3 separate regions of the Sus scrofa genome follow, and all the other regions are linked to region 3. A link is a contact called in public HiChIP or PLAC-seq data. All regions are on one chromosome and are shown on one strand. The core of a region is the stretch at or near the end of the contact, and the rest is flanking DNA. Distances in the headings are between cores, read along the strand shown.

Region 1 (2,700 bases), core at 168-2,667, 87 kb before region 3:
GGAGCCGCCACGCCACCTTCAGGCAGTTTCTCTGCAGCCTAGCCGCGGCGTCGTGCCCAAAGAAGCAGAGCAGGCAGTGTTTGTCAGCGACTCTGCTGCAAAAGCCCGAGGAACTTTACAACATACACAGGCAGCGCACGGGTGGGCTCGAGAGTTCTTTTGATCCACGTGTCTGCCTTGGCGACGCGAACCCTGGGAGAGTGGTCTTCCCTCAGAAGGAGAGTACTTTTGGTTATTTACGCTGCCATCAGTAACCGCTCCCCCCGCCCTTTTCAGACCTCCAGCACGCTCCCCGCTAATACCCTCGCCAAAAGGAGGCATCTCCAGAGTTCCGAAGATAAAGTAAAAACCTTCAGAGCAAGACACTATCACTTCCCATTATCAACCCAGTTTGAACTAATCCCTAACTTCTCCACACTCTTCGGACACAGATTCCTCAACTTTGGTTACTGATGCTTCCAAGAGATTTATGTCCCAGACCCATCTACCACTGAAAGAGGACTCCTACTTGATAATTTAACAGAAGCAGGAAGCCACACAGAACCAGCCAAAGGCTGCCCCACAGAGGTTTAAAGAAAATAACACCTGCTCTCCCCACCTGTTTTCCCCGCCCTCATTTCTGCACTTAAGAACCACCAGCCCTTTGTTTACCAAGTTCCCTCTCCTTTACAGCTCACTTCCTTGCCCTCCTTCTTTATTAAACTCGCGATCTCGCCTCAAACAACTTGCCCCAAAATTACATACTAAATGAGGGGTTTTGTACAGGTGTCAAAACGAAGCACACAGCTCCTTAGAAAAGCGAGGTCAGCACCGATTCCCTCGGAGTTTAGGAACCCCAAGACCTGAGCTCTCAAAGGTAAAGCACAGAAGCACAGCTCTCGAACTACAGCCCGGCGCGGGGCTGGAAGGCGTCACGCGGATCGTACCATGCGGTGCAGCACCCCACGCACGCGAGGGCAGGGCCGCGCCATGGGCGCTTCTCACCCCGCCCGCCTCGTGGCCGCTCTTGCTGGCGTCGATGTTCCCAGCTAGTTCGCTGCGCTACGCGGAAGTGAGGCCGGGGACGCGCGCGAGGTGACATGCGCAGCCTCGCTCAGAGGACCATAGGCGCGCGCCAAAGGCAGCCCCGCGCAAGGCCGGGCCTGGCCGCGGCGTGCGAAGATCGCTCAGCTGACCGCTTCTCACGCCGTAAAAACACTCAAGAGCTTCAAACTCTTGGAAAACTCCAATTGGGCCAGTACTAAGGAGACGCCCTCCACCCAGGCCCGAGAGTTACCGTGCGGGGCGTGGCCGGCCTCACCCGGAGTCCTTCACATCCCGCTGGGGGCGGGTTATTCTGTTCGGTTCGCACACCGTGTGTCCGCTCCAGCTGAAGAGTCTGCGCGCGCACCGGACGTCCACGTCATCGCGCACGCGCTCCTACCCGCTCGGAGCCCGCCGCGCAAGCGCAAAAGGAGGCGCGAGCAGCACCACCCTCGCCCCTCCCCCAACACCAGGAGGCCAAACGGCCCCGGAGCTGCGACAAGACCCTTGGGACCCGCCCCTGGAGCTGAAGCCGCTGCCTTTCCGGGAGTCAACAACCAAGAAAAGCCTACTGAAGCTTCCAGAATCAAGAGTGGCGAGGCAGGAGGGAGGCACCCCAATTCCCTCAGCGTCGCGCACGAAGCCTTCGTGAAAACTGTGAAACCTTTGCCCGCGGGGCTTTCTCAACTGAACCTTCCACCTTTTCAATTGGGCTTTTCGCCGGCCCCGCCCTGCCGCGCCCAGCCCCAGCCCCACCCAAGTGAGGTTCCGCAGCCCCCAAGGCTTTAGGAGCCCGTCAAATGAATCTGAGATCTTCCTCCTCCTCAAAAGTGCTGTGGGCTTAGAGAGCACCAGGACTTCGGGAATCGTTGAAGAAAAGACCCTGAGATAGAGTTTGCAACATCTACAACCAAAGAACACTAGTAAAGTAGGGAGGAGTCTGAAAACCTCAATGCCCAGTAGGAAGGGAAGAAGAGTTGCTACTAGCTTGCCTGATAAAAAGACGAAAGATGTCTTGATAGAAGGTTAAAACGTGGATATGAGAATTTTGCACGATAGAGTATTATCTGAGCTTTAATGCCCTGATCCTGCGTTTTCAATTTTTGTTTGTTCAAGATATTTAAGCTATGGGTTGCAAACAAAAATCTAACAAGTATATATTGAGTGTCAGACAGTTGCTAAGTTAACAGTATTTCTCCCAAGGAAATATCAAAGATTATCCTTCTTCTTTCCCACCCCTTACCAGCCATTCTTTCTTCTGTGCTAACACTCTAGTAAAAAGGGAGAGTTGTTTAAAGTGAGAGAAAAGAGGCAAAATAGAAGTAGGTAGTAAAAGAGCAGAAACTGTGGTCCAAGTCTCCAAACTATTTCCTTTCACTCTCTTAGAAGAACTGCCAAGTACTGAGAACCTGCTAGGTGGACTTAATGCAAAATACTGCGAAGGAGAATGAGGGGGTTACAAGAAAGGAGCCAATAAGAAGAGGCTTATCCCAGAATGATCTGAGCTGGACTCCAGGCGTATTAGGAATGGTCTTCTTTTTCTTCCTGAGAGGATATGCCACATCACCAGGTGAAAATGTGCTGGAGTTAGCATGGAATGGAAAACATGTAGGCTAAAGTTGACGGACTTCTGAAGTTGCTCTGAAACCCCCATTCAGGCACTGTCAACCACAACAT
Region 2 (2,847 bases), core at 172-2,671, 120 kb before region 3:
AGTAACTCAATTCCTTTCAAATACCAATAGCATTTTCAACAGAACTAGAATACCCTAAACTTTTGTATAGAAACCCAAAAGACTCCAAAGAGCCAAAACCATCTTGAGTAAGAAGACAAAAGCTGGATGTATTATACTCCTGATTTAAAAATATACTATGAAGCTACAGTCATCAAAACAATATTGTACTTGCACAAAACTGTCACATAGATCAACAGAACGGAATAGAGAATCTAGAAATGAATCCACACTTATATGCATATTTTAATCTACAAAACAGGAGGCAAGAATATACAATGGGGAAACAAAAGCCTCTTCAATAAATTGTGTTAGAAAAACCACACATGCAAAATAATCAAACTGGACCACTTTCTCACACAAATGCAAACATAAATTCAAAATGGATTAAAGACTTAAAGTTAAGACCTGAAATCGTGAAACTCCTAGAAGAAAAAACAAAGGCAGTAAACACTCTGACAACAGTTTTAGCAATATTTTTTGGATGGCTCTCCTCAGCCAAGGAAAACAAAAGCAAAAACAGACAAATGGGACTACATCAAACTGAAAAAAAAGATTTTACACCCACACACTTATGGTCAATTTATCTATGACAAAGGAGGCAAGAATATGCAATGGAGAAAAAACAGTCTCTTTAATAAGCGGTGCTGGGAAAACTGGACAACTACATGTGAAAGAATGAAACCACAACGTTCTCTAACACCATATGTAAAAACAAGCTCAACATGGGAGTTCCCATCACGGCACAGCAGAAAGGAATCCGACTAGGAACAATGCCATTACAGGTTTGATCCCTGGCCTGGCTCAGTGGGTTAGAGATCCGGCATTGCTGTGGTGTAGGTCACAGATGCGGCTCAGATCTGGCACAGATCTGGCATTGCTGCAGCTATGGCGAAGGCCAGCAGCTATAGCTCTAATTACACCCCTAGCCTGGGAACCTCCATATGCTTCAGGTGCAGCCCTAAAAAGACAAAAGACCAAAAAAAAAAAAAATTAATTAAATAAATAAAAATAAAAATAAGCTCAAAATGGACTGAAGATCTAAATGTAAGGCCAGATACCATAAAATTTCTAGAGGAAAACAAAGGCAGAACACGGTGTCATAAATCATAGCAGTATCTTTTTGGATCTGACTCCTAGAATAATCGAATAAAAAACAAAAATAAATATATATAATATACACATATGTATATAGATATAAATATATAGAGATCATATGCACACATATATATCAATACATCAATCACTGTAATGTACCCTTGAAACTAACATGACATTGAAAATCAACTATACTTCAATTTAAAGAAAAAGCTTTCAGTTTCCTAGTGGCCTAGCAGTTAAAGGATCTAGCAGTGATCAACAGTTGTCACTGCTGTGGCTCAAGTCACTTATATGGAACAGGTCCAAATCTTAGACTGGGAACTTCCCCATGACAAGTGAGCAACCACAAAAAAAAAGCTTTTGCAGAGCAAAGAAAACCATCAAAAAATGAAAAGGCCACCTACTAAATGAGAGAAGACATTTGTAATCAATTATCTAATCAATGGTTAATATCCACAATATATACAATTTCATTTAACACAACACAAGAAAAAAAAGCAGGAGTTCCCGTTCTGGCGCAGTGGTTAACAAATCCAACTAGGAACCATGAGGTTGCGGGTTCGATCCCCGCCCTTGCTCAGTGGGTTGATGATCCGGCGTTGCCGTGAGCTGTGGTGTAGGTCACAGACGCGGCTCGGATCCTGCGTTGCTGTGGCTCTGGCGTAGGCTACAGCTCCGATTGGACCCCTAGCCTGGGAACCTCCATATGCCGTGGGAGTGGCCCAAGAAATGGCAAAAAGACAAAAAAAAAGCAAAAACAAACAAAAAAAGCAATCTGATTATGAAATGGGCAGAGGACCTAAACAGACATTTTTCCAAAGACATACAAAATGGGTAACAGGAACATGAAAAGATGCTCAACATCACTCATCCTCAGGGAAATGCAAATCAAAACCACAATGAGCAATCAACTCACACCTGTCAAAATGGCTACTGCCAAAAAAGACAACAGATAACAACAACTGTAAGAATATGGAGAAAAAGGTACCCTAAGGCACTGATGGTGGATAGGTAAATTGGTGGAGCCACTAAGGAAAACAGTAGAGAGGTTCCTCACAAAATTAAAGACAGAACCCACAGTAATCACCAAGCAATTCCACTTCTTGGCTTTTTTCCAAAGAAAACAAAAACACTAATTCAAAAAGACACATGCACCCCTATGTTCATGGAAGCATTATTCACAATAACCAAGATATGAAAACAACCTAAGTGTCCATCAACAGGTGAATGAATAAAGAAGATGTGTATGACAGTTGTGGTACAGGTTGAAGCCATAGCTCGGATTTGATCCCTGGCCCAGAACTTCCATATGCTGAACCTGCAGACCAAAAAAAAAAACAAACAAACAAACCCACAAAATGCACAAAATGAATACACAAAAATAAACTCAAAACGGATTAAGGACCTACATGTAAGGCCAGATACTATAAAACTCCTAGAGGAAACTATAGGCAGAATGATAACTGGAGCAACATCTTGTTTGATCCACCTCTTAGAATAACAACTACAAAAACAAAAATAAACCAATGGGAGCTAATTAAACTCAAAAGCTTTTGCATAGCAAAGCAAACCATAAAAAAAAACAGAAAGACAACCCATAGAATGTGAGAAAATCTCTGCAAATTATGCAACCAACAAGGGCTTAACCTCCAAAATATACAAACAACTCATATAGCCAACAACAAAAAAAACAAACAACTCAACTGAAAAATGGGCAGGTGATCTAAA
Region 3 (2,915 bases), core at 236-2,735:
GTCCCACAGGTATGAACAACAGAGGTCTTATCTCTACCTGTGAGGTAGAAGGGAGGGAGGGGATTTGCCAAGACTGAAAGAGGAAGTGGTGAGGAAGGAAGGAGAAAGGGGGATGGGGAACTTGAAGAACATTAAGAACGTTTAGACTAGTCAAAGTGAAATGTATGGTACTGAGGGTGCAATTCAAGTGAGACCTCTTCCAGGGGAGAAGTGCCCTCTTCCCCCACATAAAAAACTCTCAGATGGAGGATTCCACAATTAAGAATCACTCAGTTTTAGGTGGTTCAGCCCCTCCTTTCAAGTTCCTCAGCTCTGGGTCTGCCCAATGGGCAGGATTCTCCTAGTAAAGCTGAAGATGGCAGAGATTTATTCTGACTGACCACACACCTGCATAACTTTACTGAACCCTATAAAACGTATGTTTTATATCGGTGTGGAATGGGCATCTCAGTAGGCCCTACATTCCAAGGAAGATTTTCTAACTTACAGTGCGTTCAAGAGAAACAGAATATCTTGCTGAGGTTGTTTCTGTAGCCCTTACCACAGGTAACAAACCTGCTTTTCCAAAAGCAGATTCGAATTTGCTAAAAACTTTTTATATGCTTCCATAATTATTTACATCACCAAGGGAACAGAAGAATTTACAAGAAGCCAAACTGTCTCTATTCTCTTCCTCAAATGTCAGTGGTAATGTTGGCAAAGATTCTTAGCAGAGTGAGAACAGAAAAGCAGCAGTACTAAAAAGCCAAAAACCTCCTCATATAGACACATCAATCAAAAAATGCCACGGCCCAAATTTTATCTCACAAAAAGGCAAATTGGATTTAGAATAGTTATCAGGCAAATCTGCATCACTAGTATTACTTCCTCCAGCAATATGCATTAGTATATTTTCACCTCAAAATATTGTGAGGAACACCCAACTTCCTAATTACAATTCTCTTGAAGTAGCAACATTCACACAATTCAGTATTCTAGCTCACATGCACCGGTAAAGCTGGATTGCTGAGGTTTCATGACTCGAAAAGGATAAATACTGGCACACATGCTTGGCAAGTGAAGCAGCCTGGATATACCGCTAGACAACCAATTGAGAATCAGACTCAGAAAGATGTAGAGATCCATTGTTCCTAAAATGTGAACAAGGAGCAAACACAACACAGAATGGAACCGGGCTTAAGAATGTGTCATGTGAATCCGCCTACAGACAACTCTGGGAGCTGTTCCTGAAATGGGAGGAGGCTGTCATCACCTCTCCCTCAGTAGCACCATGTGTCACAGAAATCATTTTCGTTTTGGAAGTGCATTTGGATATGCTGTCTGCCTTCCCTCATTATCCTCCTCCCCGCTCTGGGAAACAGACTTGATGCTCGCTAACCTCTGCTTATGCCGACGGGGGAAGGAGGTGGGAGGAGTCTTACGATCCCCTCCAAAGCAGGGCCTCCAGCTCCACAGAGGCGGGCGTGCTCTCTGACTCCTCCTGGTGGATATGGAGGGAAGACATTCCTTACAGTGAGGAAGGAGGAAGGAGAACTAAACTGGGCAGTTGGGAGACCTCCAGGGAAGGTCAGTTCAGAAGGACTGATGGATAAGTTTGACCTGCGTCTTCATTCTTTGTGGCCAGTCCTGAGAGGAGTGCTGAATATCAACATCTACTCCTTTCCTGGAAGAGAAGCCCAGTTTTTCTAAGCACACTGTGTAAAGGCTGGGAAAGATCAGCCATGTCTGCACTACAGCTGACTTGAGTTTAGACAGTCAAAGCCAGGCGATCCCGTCATGGCGCAGCAGAAACAAATCTGACTAGGAACCATGAAATTGCGGGTTTGATCCCTGCCCTCGCTCAGCGGGTTAAGGATCTGGCGCTGCTGTGACTGTGGTGTAGGTCAGAGGCTACAGGTCCAATTAGACCCCTAGCCTGGGAACCTCCATATGCCGCAGGTGTGGTCCTGAAAAGACAAAAAGACCAAAAAAAAAAAAAAAAAAAGACAGTCGAAGCCATTACCTGAACAGCAAAACATTGTGCAGCCAGTCCTTGGGGCTCCACACACAGGAGCAAGTAATCTCTTATAACAGAAGGAGGTCATCTTCTAATTACTATTTCTAATCAGAGCTAGATATCATGCATCCACACGCACAAGGAAATCACAGATTGAGGATAACTTGTGATCATGCCAACTGACCTTAAGCTATCTGCAAGTCTTTTCAAGATTTCATACAGTCTCACCAAGATCCTGCCTCTCCTAACAGAACATGAAACCTACAGATTCTAAAAGTCTATCTTTCTGATAGGATGGAGTCGGCACAGGTAGTTTTAGAAGTTCCAATAAAGGACCATAGATAAGGGGACATTGGAAGATCACTGTAAGTTATTTGGGTTTTGGGGTTTGTTTGTTTGTTTTGCTTTTCAGGGCTGCATCTGTGGCATATGGAGGTTCCCAGTCTGTGGTGTACAGCTGCTGGCCTACACCACAGCCACAGAAAAGCAGGACCTGAGCCGCATCTGCGACCTACACCACAACTCATGGCAACGCCAGATCTTTAACTCACTGAGTGAGGCCAGGGATCAAACCCGCAACCTCATGGTTCCTAGTCGGATTCGTTTCTGCTGCCCCACATCGGGAACTCCTGATCACTGTAAGTTAATGACTGCTCAAGGAAGCCATCAGCACAGGCAGGCTTGCTTGATTAATGGAGGTGTGAGAAATGCCTCATTTTGTTAGGTGGGGGATGGGATGAGGCCTGCATTCAGCTTCAGACCAAGGGCAGGAGTTTGAGGACGGTCTTCTGCTAATTTGAATACACACCTCACCTGATACCAAGGAGGAGCTACTACTCCCAGAAAGGAAGAGGTAGTCTTTTCTGACCCCCACTCCCCTTGGATGATAAAACTGTAGCCCACTGGATCCTGGGGGCAG

What was found. HiChIP or PLAC-seq counts read pairs in DNA pulled down with a chosen protein or histone mark.
Region 1: an H3K27ac HiChIP or PLAC-seq map of alveolar macrophages shows a contact between it and region 3. The contact joins the promoter of MGA here to the enhancer-like site in region 3. A contact is called at or near these places in 1 of 5 promoter capture datasets (liver), 6 of 47 Hi-C or Micro-C datasets (brain, liver, retroperitoneal adipose tissue and 1 more) and 1 of 2 datasets of contacts at active chromatin or transcription factors (alveolar macrophages).
Region 2: a contact with region 3 is called in an H3K27ac HiChIP or PLAC-seq map of alveolar macrophages. The contact joins two enhancer-like sites. A contact is called at or near these places in 1 of 5 promoter capture datasets (liver), 1 of 47 Hi-C or Micro-C datasets (epiblast stem cells) and 1 of 2 datasets of contacts at active chromatin or transcription factors (alveolar macrophages).

What each region holds. Positions count from the first base shown.
Region 1 is chr1:129,696,017-129,698,716 of Sscrofa11.1, forward strand. MGA (MAX gene-associated protein) reads right to left here and starts at 1,418. Exons shown (of 25, transcript XM_021097378.1): 1 at 1,277-1,418. It also overlaps the pseudogene LOC110259510.
Region 2 is chr1:129,666,695-129,669,541 of Sscrofa11.1, forward strand. The region is part of intron 2 of MGA (MAX gene-associated protein); the gene reads right to left. Among named protein-coding and RNA genes, the nearest start is that of MGA, 29 kb to the right of the region's middle. Within about 2 kb of position 1,422, at least 1 of the 83 cell types and tissues checked has an H3K27ac peak or open chromatin away from gene starts, as enhancers often do. A contact at or near this core is called in alveolar macrophages, where this site is marked.
Region 3 is chr1:129,782,831-129,785,745 of Sscrofa11.1, forward strand. No RefSeq gene overlaps it. Among named protein-coding and RNA genes, the nearest start is that of TYRO3, 45 kb to the right of the region's middle. Within about 2 kb of position 1,486, at least 28 of the 83 cell types and tissues checked have an H3K27ac peak or open chromatin away from gene starts, as enhancers often do. A contact at or near this core is called in alveolar macrophages, brain, retroperitoneal adipose tissue and 1 more, where this site is marked.